Regions from separate parts of the Mus musculus genome. Here region 2 is linked to region 1. The links are chromatin contacts, called in public HiChIP or PLAC-seq maps. All regions are on one chromosome and are shown on one strand. The core of a region is the stretch at or near the end of the contact, and the rest is flanking DNA. Distances in the headings are between cores, read along the strand shown. Region 1 has its middle 12 kb from the start of 4930539M17Rik. Region 2 overlaps Zfp704 (zinc finger protein 704).

The links. HiChIP or PLAC-seq counts read pairs in DNA pulled down with a chosen protein or histone mark.
Region 2: an H3K27ac HiChIP or PLAC-seq map of embryonic stem cells shows a contact between it and region 1, with 2.7 times the contacts expected there. The contact joins two enhancer-like sites. A contact is called at or near these places in 2 of 115 datasets of contacts at active chromatin or transcription factors (embryonic stem cells and pancreatic cancer cells).

What each region holds. Positions count from the first base shown.
Region 1 is chr3:9,047,475-9,051,656 of GRCm38.p6, reverse strand. No RefSeq gene overlaps it. Among named protein-coding and RNA genes, the nearest start is that of 4930539M17Rik, 12 kb to the left of the region's middle. Within about 2 kb of position 1,991, at least 13 of the 459 cell types and tissues checked have an H3K27ac peak or open chromatin away from gene starts, as enhancers often do. A contact at or near this core is called in embryonic stem cells, where this site is marked.
Region 2 is chr3:9,490,120-9,494,301 of GRCm38.p6, reverse strand. The region is part of intron 2 of Zfp704 (zinc finger protein 704); the gene reads left to right. Among named protein-coding and RNA genes, the nearest start is that of C030034L19Rik, 89 kb to the right of the region's middle. Within about 2 kb of position 2,416, at least 21 of the 459 cell types and tissues checked have an H3K27ac peak or open chromatin away from gene starts, as enhancers often do. A contact at or near this core is called in embryonic stem cells, where this site is marked.

The DNA of each region.
Region 1 (4,182 bases), core at 742-3,241:
TGTCTATGTTCTTACCTCTCCTGCGATCTCATCCCACAATTGACTTTCAATGGTATTTAATTTGATGACGTCTGGATCTTTCTCTCCAAATCTAATAAGCCTTTTATCACCCCAGGATAGCTCAACACCAACTTACCATTTCTACTTTGGTACCTAATAAGTCACATGACCCACCCATCCGACCCAATTCTTTTCTCCACAACCTCCCAGCTCCCTCCAAATGGTCTGACCTCATCAGCAGTCACTCAGGAATGGTTCCTTCCAGAAGTCTCTTGCTGGCGTTAGCTTTCGGCTGTCAGTTCTTTCCTTCTGTTCCCCAACCCCACCCATCCATCTGCCCATGAGTCCTATATCCATTGTGCCTCCCAAGTCTCCCCCTTCCTCACTAGATGCTCAGAGCCCAGCATCCAAGCTTCTTTCAGACATGGATCCCCATCTGCACCCCACTCCCCTTATACACTGACATCTAGTTAGCAACTTGAGTTGTTTTATAAATTCATAAAGATGATGACATCCCATCTCTGCTCATAACCTCAGGCAAGTTGGGTGCAAGGACGCAAGCCTGGCATTACAGGACGTGGGAGACTGCGGTAGGGTCAGGAGTTTAAAGCCAACCTAGTCTAAGTAAGATCCTTAGTTTGTTTTCTAGTGCTAGGACAGACACCTTCACCAAAAGCAATGTGGGAAGAAAGGTTTATTTCATCTTACAGCTCTCAGACCATCACTGAGGGAGTCAGGGAAGGAACTCAAGCTGTAACCTGGAGACAGGACCTGGAGCAGAGACCATGGAGGATGCTGCTTACTGTAACCTGGAGACAGGAACTGGAGCGGAGACCATGGAGGATGCTGCTTACTGTAACCTGGAGACAGGAACTGGAGCAGAGACCATGAAGGATGCTACTTACTGGCTTGTTCCCCATGGCATACTCAGCTGCTTTCTTATACCACCCAGGACACCTGCCCCAGGATGGCACCACCTCCAGTGATCTGGCCCCTCCCACTTCAATCATTAATCAAGAAAATACCTACAAACATGACTTTGGACTAATCTTATAGAGGCAATCTCTCAATTGAGATTCCCTTTTCCCAGATATATCTAGGTTCATGTCAAGCTGACAAAACTAGGGAGTACACTTTCAAAAAACCAAAACAATATAAAAGCAGAACAGACTGAAAGGGGACAAGAGCCTATATAATTCTGGCACTCCAGCTGCTGAGGCACAACAGCAGACATGTTCAATGTTAGCCTGGGCTACCCCAAAACACACACACACAGGCACACACACACACACAGGCACACACACACAGGCACACACACACAGGCACACACACAGGCACACACACACAGGCACACACACACACACAGGCACACAGGCACACACACAGGCACACACACACACAGGCACACAGACAGACACAGGCACACACACACACACAGGCACACACACACACACAGGCACACAGGCACACACACACACAGGCACACAGACAGACACAGGCACACACACACACACAGGCACACACACACACACAGGCACACACACACACACAGGCACACAGACAGACACAGGCACACACACACACACAGGCACACAGACACACACAGGCACACACACACAGGCACACACACACACAGACACACACAGGCACACACACACAGGCACACACACACAGGCACACACACACAGGCACACACACACAGGCACACAGACACACACAGGCACACAGGCACACACACACACATACTCACGCATATATGCACTCACATACACACACAGAAACAGTATAAAACTAATGGGTTTAGATTTTCTGTTGCATTTAGAATAAGAGGCACAGTTCTCCTGATGGTCCCAACATGGGCTCCTCAGGAAGTTGGGCTGTCTGCGAGGCACCCGCAGAGCTTCTGTACTCCGCCATTGCAGTGCATAGGTAATCAAAGCGGGTGGAGAGCAGCTTAGAGAACCAGATCAAACTTGCCCTGCTAGGCACTCAACCTTCTAAATTATGTCCTAATTGTATCTTTCCTTTGTGGTGCTGAGGACTGGACCCTGCAGGGCCTATAACATGCTACACTAATGCTGTTTGCTAAATTTCTTTACTGTGAAGTTAATTAATGAGTACTTTGTATTCACTGGTTAATAAGCAATGTGTGTTTGTAGGCAATATACTTTAAGACTTACTAACAGGTACACACTACCTCGTTTATTTATTTATTTATATGTGTTGCTGTGCTCTGAGTTTACCCAGAAGTTCTTTCTGTAATGATTATTAATGAAGGTAAATGCCTCTCTAGATGGCCCTTCATTGTTTGCATTCTTTGCTCTCCTGGCTCATCGTATTTTTGTCCCGTCCCTGTCCTGGAGGCAGCCACTCCTCCAGGAAGCATCCTGTGAAGGCCTTGAGAGATCAAGTTTGGGATGTGTGGCACATTCCTTGTGACCTCATGTCAGATTATATGGAGCCCACTAGAGAGGAGCCAGAATGGGAGTCTGCTTCACAGTGACATGTCAATCTTCATTTTCTGATGCTTCACTGCGACACGTCTTCTGTCAGCCTGTCACGGCCAGCTTCTAGCCTTCTCCACCCTGGACAGTGCCTCAGAGCTAGTATTAGTGGATCACAGTGGTCAGTTCCCACGTCCTCTGTTTTTCTTGGCATAGGCCAGGGCAGGAAGAGAACACAGGAGGATGCCACTGCTCCCCTCCCGTTCAACTCTCTCTCTCTCTCTCTCTCTCTCTCTCTCTCTTTCCCTCTCTCTCTCTCTCTCTCTCTCTCTCTCTCTCTCTCTCTCTCTCTCTTTCTCTCTCTCTCTCTCTCTCTCTCTCTCTCTCTCCCCCCCCCCTCTTTTGGTTTTTCGAGCATCGAGGTTTGCTGGCGACCCACCATCCCATGGCAGGCTCAGCTCTGAACAGGGTGCATCAGTGTAGAACCATGATTGACGAATGATGATGTGCATCCCTGGGAAGAGTGTGTGCTGGCAGCATCTCCTAACTAGTTTCCTTAGGATCACAGAGCGTGTAAGTCATGTGGAAGGCTGCCCTGCCTTCAAACAGCCTGCTTCTGCTGCTGTTAGGCAGTTCGGGTTGGGCTTGCCAGCTAGTAACTGTGACCATATTAATAGACAATCAGAGCTTCCTGTTATATTTTGGTCAAGAAGCCCCCCAAAATATTTACCAACTGTGGTTGCTTTTGAATGCACAGTTCAGAAGCATATGCTTGGTTTCTGAAATGCCATAAATTATTTATTTTTAATTTTTTTTTTGAGACAGAGTCTCACTATGTAGCCCGGGATAGCCTTGAATTCACAGATATCTACCTGCTTCTGCCCCCGCCCCCACCCCGCCCTGCCCCACCCCCACCTCTGCCTTCACATTGCTGGGACTAGGGGGTTTGTGCCACTGGTGATGCCCAGCTACTGTAGCTTCTTTAGAAGCAGGTGAAAGTGACTGTTTCATACTCTTAGAAAAATTCATTAAAATGTTTTATTGTTGGCATTATTTAACTTGTAACATATTTGAATATATGTGTGTTGTCTGCAAGTGTTGGGGAGATGGCTCAGAGGGTAGAGTCCTTACTGAGTGAGAAGAATAGAGTTTGTATCCCCAGTATCCATATAAACGTGAGTGGGTGGGGTGTAGTGTGCACCCGTAATTCCAGTGCTTGGCAGACAGAGGCAGGGAGGTCCTCCCTAGCTGTGGGCTAGAGTATCCTGTCAGTAAGCTCTGGGTTCAACTGGGAGACCCTGCTCCAATGACCAAAGTGTAGAGTAATGGAGCAACATTTCTGAGTGTCAACCTGAGGCCACCACATGCACACATCATGCACATGCGCCAACAAGCATCCACATACACACAGTACATATTCAAGTACAAACAAAAAAGGAAGAATATTTTGTGATTCTACCACTTGACGGAAGGAGAGAGCCAAATCCTGAAGAATGTCCTTTGTGCTCAACATTCTTACTGCAGCACGTGTGCGACTCGCTGCCATAGATGTTCACAGATATTCAAAGTTGATTGATTTCTGAGGCCCAGAACCTTGAGAGGCTGACAGGCTTGAAAGGAAGGCTCTCCTGCATGGTGTTAGCCTCCAGGCAGGAAGCATACCAGAGGAGAACTCCACAGGGAAGCCTTTGTTTTCTGCTGTTAAAAACAAAGTATGATGGGGCTTAGAAGAGGCTTT
Region 2 (4,182 bases), core at 1,167-3,666, 440 kb before region 1:
GCAGAGGCCATGGAGGGATGTTCTTTACTGGCTTGCTTCCCCTGGCTTGCTCAGCCTGCTCTCTTATAGAATCCAAGACTACCAGCCCAGGGATGGTCCCACCCACAAGGGGCCTTTCCGCCTTGATCACTAATTGAGAAAATGCCTTACAGCTGTATCTCATGGAGGCATTTCCCCAACTGAAGCTCCTTTCTCTGTGATAACTCCAGCTGTGTCAAGTTGACACAAAACTAGGCAGTACAGCTCCCATCACAAGTCAGTCTTGAGTGAGAAAAAGAATAAGATGGTGACTTTCGGGAACTGTGAAAACATCCACCCCAGGTCCTCTAGCTGGGAACAAGGGAGAGAAGAGTGTTAATACTCATCTTGTGTAGGCTTAAGACATTACTAGTGATCCCAGAGTGTGTGAGCTGATTCAGTAGTAAGGTACTTGTTGCTCAGCCTGATGACCTGAGTTTGAGTCCCAGAACCCACATGGTCAAAGGAGAGAACAGACAATCTGTATTGAGCTCCATACGCATGGCTTCTCTCTTAAAAACGAGTGATCCTAGCTATATCTGCTGCTTCTGCCCAGTGGGGTGGCACAGGGATCGAATGATCTCTTTGCAACATCACCTCATCTCTGTCTGGCAGCCTCAGTACCTGAATGCAGAGTACAGTTGTTTCACTTAGATCTTAATGAGTAATTTAATTTGGTGAGTCAGAGTTTTGATTTTTACAGCCATGAAATAAAACCAGTGTTCATCCATTATTCTTTTCATTTTAGAAATCACTATTGTTTCTGTGGAATCCGTTCAGCTGATGAATATTAAGCCTGACTTCTGTGGGAGGCAACTAGCAGAATAGAAAGGCAATTATAATAGATTTTTGTTGTTGTTGAGCAAAATATTTATACTGAAATCCCAGAGTCCAGGCACGCTCCCCCTTCTCCGCCACGTCCCGCCATAACCTAAAGTGGGCCAGTGTGCTGCCAGTGCACTCACAAGAGAATCTGTCAATCAGGTGGAATGTAATGATCACAAGGAAAACTTAAAGTTTTGGAGGAATGGGTTTTTTGAAGACTACTCCACATGTGAATATGTGAAGTTAGGAAAAGCTCAGTGGACACGCAGTGAGCTGGCTAGAGGGGCTCCTTAGGGCAGCTGTGAATCAGGTTTGTGCAGAGGTACCCCAAAGTCATAGCACTTATTAATGTTACCTGAGAGCCTTAGTCAGTGACTTATTGAGAATGAAAGAATTACAGCAAGATCAAACAACAACCACAAAAACCTCAGCTTGGTACCTCAGGATATCATGCCTTCTGGATAACTCACACTCTGTCTCTCTGCCTCTGTCTGTCTGTCTGCCTATCTATCTCCCCCCTTCTCTCTCTCTCTCTCTCTCTCTCTCTCTCTCTCTCTCTCACACACACACACACACACACACACACACACACATCCTATAAGAGAAATAAGGTTGTAGAGAGTGTGGAATTTGCATCCATTTGCCTGTTCATTACCCAAACTCTTATTGGATCCCCATGTCAGCCACTGGTTTGGGCTCTAGAGACAGGACTGTTCTCGTCCACATAAATGTGTTTTCTTCTTGGGTGATACAGGTTCAAGGAAAGAATTTTCTTCTGGAACATTCAAATAATCAAACATTTACCTCATCTGGCTGATCGAACATTCTGCAGACATTGATTCTTAAAGAGGGAACAAGCTGGATATAACTGGCTGCTCTTGAACACTGTGGTCCCACACTCTGAGATGTGGTCCCATGCTCTGACAGTGTCCCACACTCCAGCAGCTAGCATTAGTTACATGGGGGAAAGTCACAGCAACGTTAGGCGGTCCTCTTTTTAACCTGTGTTCTTATCTGAGTCTTAGAGAATTTTGCACATTGTGTTATGTTCATATTTATCCATAACTCCTCCAGGCTCACCCTGCTACTGGTATTCTTTTAAAAGAATGACTCATTGAGCCCTATTTGTGCTGCCTTTGACTGGCAGCAGGCCTCATTAGTGTAACAAATGGTCAGTTGGAGTTTGTCATGTGTCTTAGCCTGTGTTTTGTTGCCGTGTAGAGACGTGACCACAGCAACTCTTATAAAGAAAAGCATTTCATTGGGCCTGGCTTACAGTTTCACAATGTTCGTCCATTTTCATCATGGCAGATGGTAGCTGAGAGTTCTACATCATGATCCACAGACTGCAAGAGAGAAAGAGAGAGTCACCATGCCTGGCTTGGGCTTCTGAAACCTAAAGCCACTTCCCTAATGACACTCTTCCTCCAACAAGGCCACACTTCCTAATCCTTCTAAATAATGCCACACCCTGATGACTAAGCATTCAAATATGTGAGTCTATGGGGAACATTTTTATGCAGACTGCTACTTCATGCCTTTCCCTAAAGCCCCAGAACCAGACAGCTATTGGGTGAGACCCACAGACATCACAGAGTACATCCCTCTCAGCAGGACTAAAGGAGTGACCTCCTTGCTGTCAGTATCAGATTTAAGGAGGGCGCCTGGAGTACAGGCCTCACTGAAGTAAATCTTACACAGCGATATGTAGACATGGCCCTTATCTAAGGCGATGGTGAAGACATAAATCCATGAAGACATGTTATGGGAATGGTACTTTAACGGGACTCCTGATGCCTGGCAGTTTGAAATCATCTTGCCCATGGCTTGACTTCTGTATTATCTGTCATCTCTATGTCTGCCTCACAATGGCAGGCATGTGACCTAATTCACCAGTTTCTACTTCCATAGTCTGATACAAAGTTGACTTGTATCCTGTGACTGATTGTAGTAACCGAGAATACAGATGATGGAGTCTTGGAATGCTGTACTAAATAAACACTTCTGTACTTTACACCTTCCGAAATGACCAGACGAAATTCTGCCGCAATTACCATCTGTACAAGGGCAGAATGGATGGAAACCTGTTTAACAGTGACACCTGTGAGTCACTTAAGGGACCTAGGGGGACCAAACAAACTCAGCACGAGTCAACAGCTCAGAAAGCAAATGTCTAAATTGTTACTAGGAATGGGTCCCCTGTCACAGTTCATTTCAACAAGGAACTGTCCCTTAACAGGTGCTGTGCAGGCCGTTGGAGAGCTATAAACAAATGAACAAGGTCTCCTGTATGGAACTGTACATGGATGTAACTCAAAATATATCAAATGCCGAAATGTAAAGGATAAAACTATCCAGCTCTTAGAGCAAAAGGGGAGTAAATTTAATGACCTTGGATTTACTTGTGGTCTCTTAAATATGGTCTTAGAAGCTTAAGCAACAATGGGAAGACAACTGAAACTTTACTTTATTAAAGCTTAAAATTCAATGCAGAAAAGGACACTACCAAGAAAATAAAGAAAATAAAGACACAAAGAGTATGTATAACATCCAGAATATTTACGACTTATTAATTAAAAAACAATGTAATTTTAAGGAATGAGCAAAGGACTTGAGTAACTTTTCTGTTAAAGATAAGCAATCAGAAATGGGACTGCTGTGAAGACGCTCAGCATCGTTAGTCATCAGGTCAGAGCTGTGACTGATGGAGGAATGATGGTGTGACTCAAAAGATGGACCCTAACAAACGTTGGAAAGACGGGGTGCGGGACTGGGCAGTTGGTAAGAGGTACAGCTGCTGTGGGCAGTAGTTGAACTCAGAATTACTGTGTGTCCCAGCAGTTCGACTTACATTTGCCCCCACACAAATTTCTACATGTTCATAAAGTACAAGTAGACATAGCTCAGATGCTCCCCACCAACTCATAAGTGGGCAAATAAAATGTGGCTTGCATATGGTGCAGCTCTGTATGTCCATAATACAAGTGAGGTACTTGCTTCAGCACAGTGAACACCAGAAACACTGTGTTACACGTCAGAAGCTGATCACAGATTATCTCATGGTAAAACTGCATTCATGTGAAGCGACCAGGCTAGGCAAATCTGTAGAGACCGTGAGTGGATGGTATCAGCAGAGGCTGGAGGATGGACGCTCTTTCTGGGATGATGGCAATGTCTTAGAAGAGGTGACAGTTGCAGAACACCGTTAGTATGCTACAAGCCACTGACTTCTAAAGTCATTCATGTTTGTCTGTATAAATTTTACATAGCTCTCAATCAATCTGTTGTTAAAAACTTACACCCCCCATGCACACACACCTTGAATAGAGTCTCCTTCAC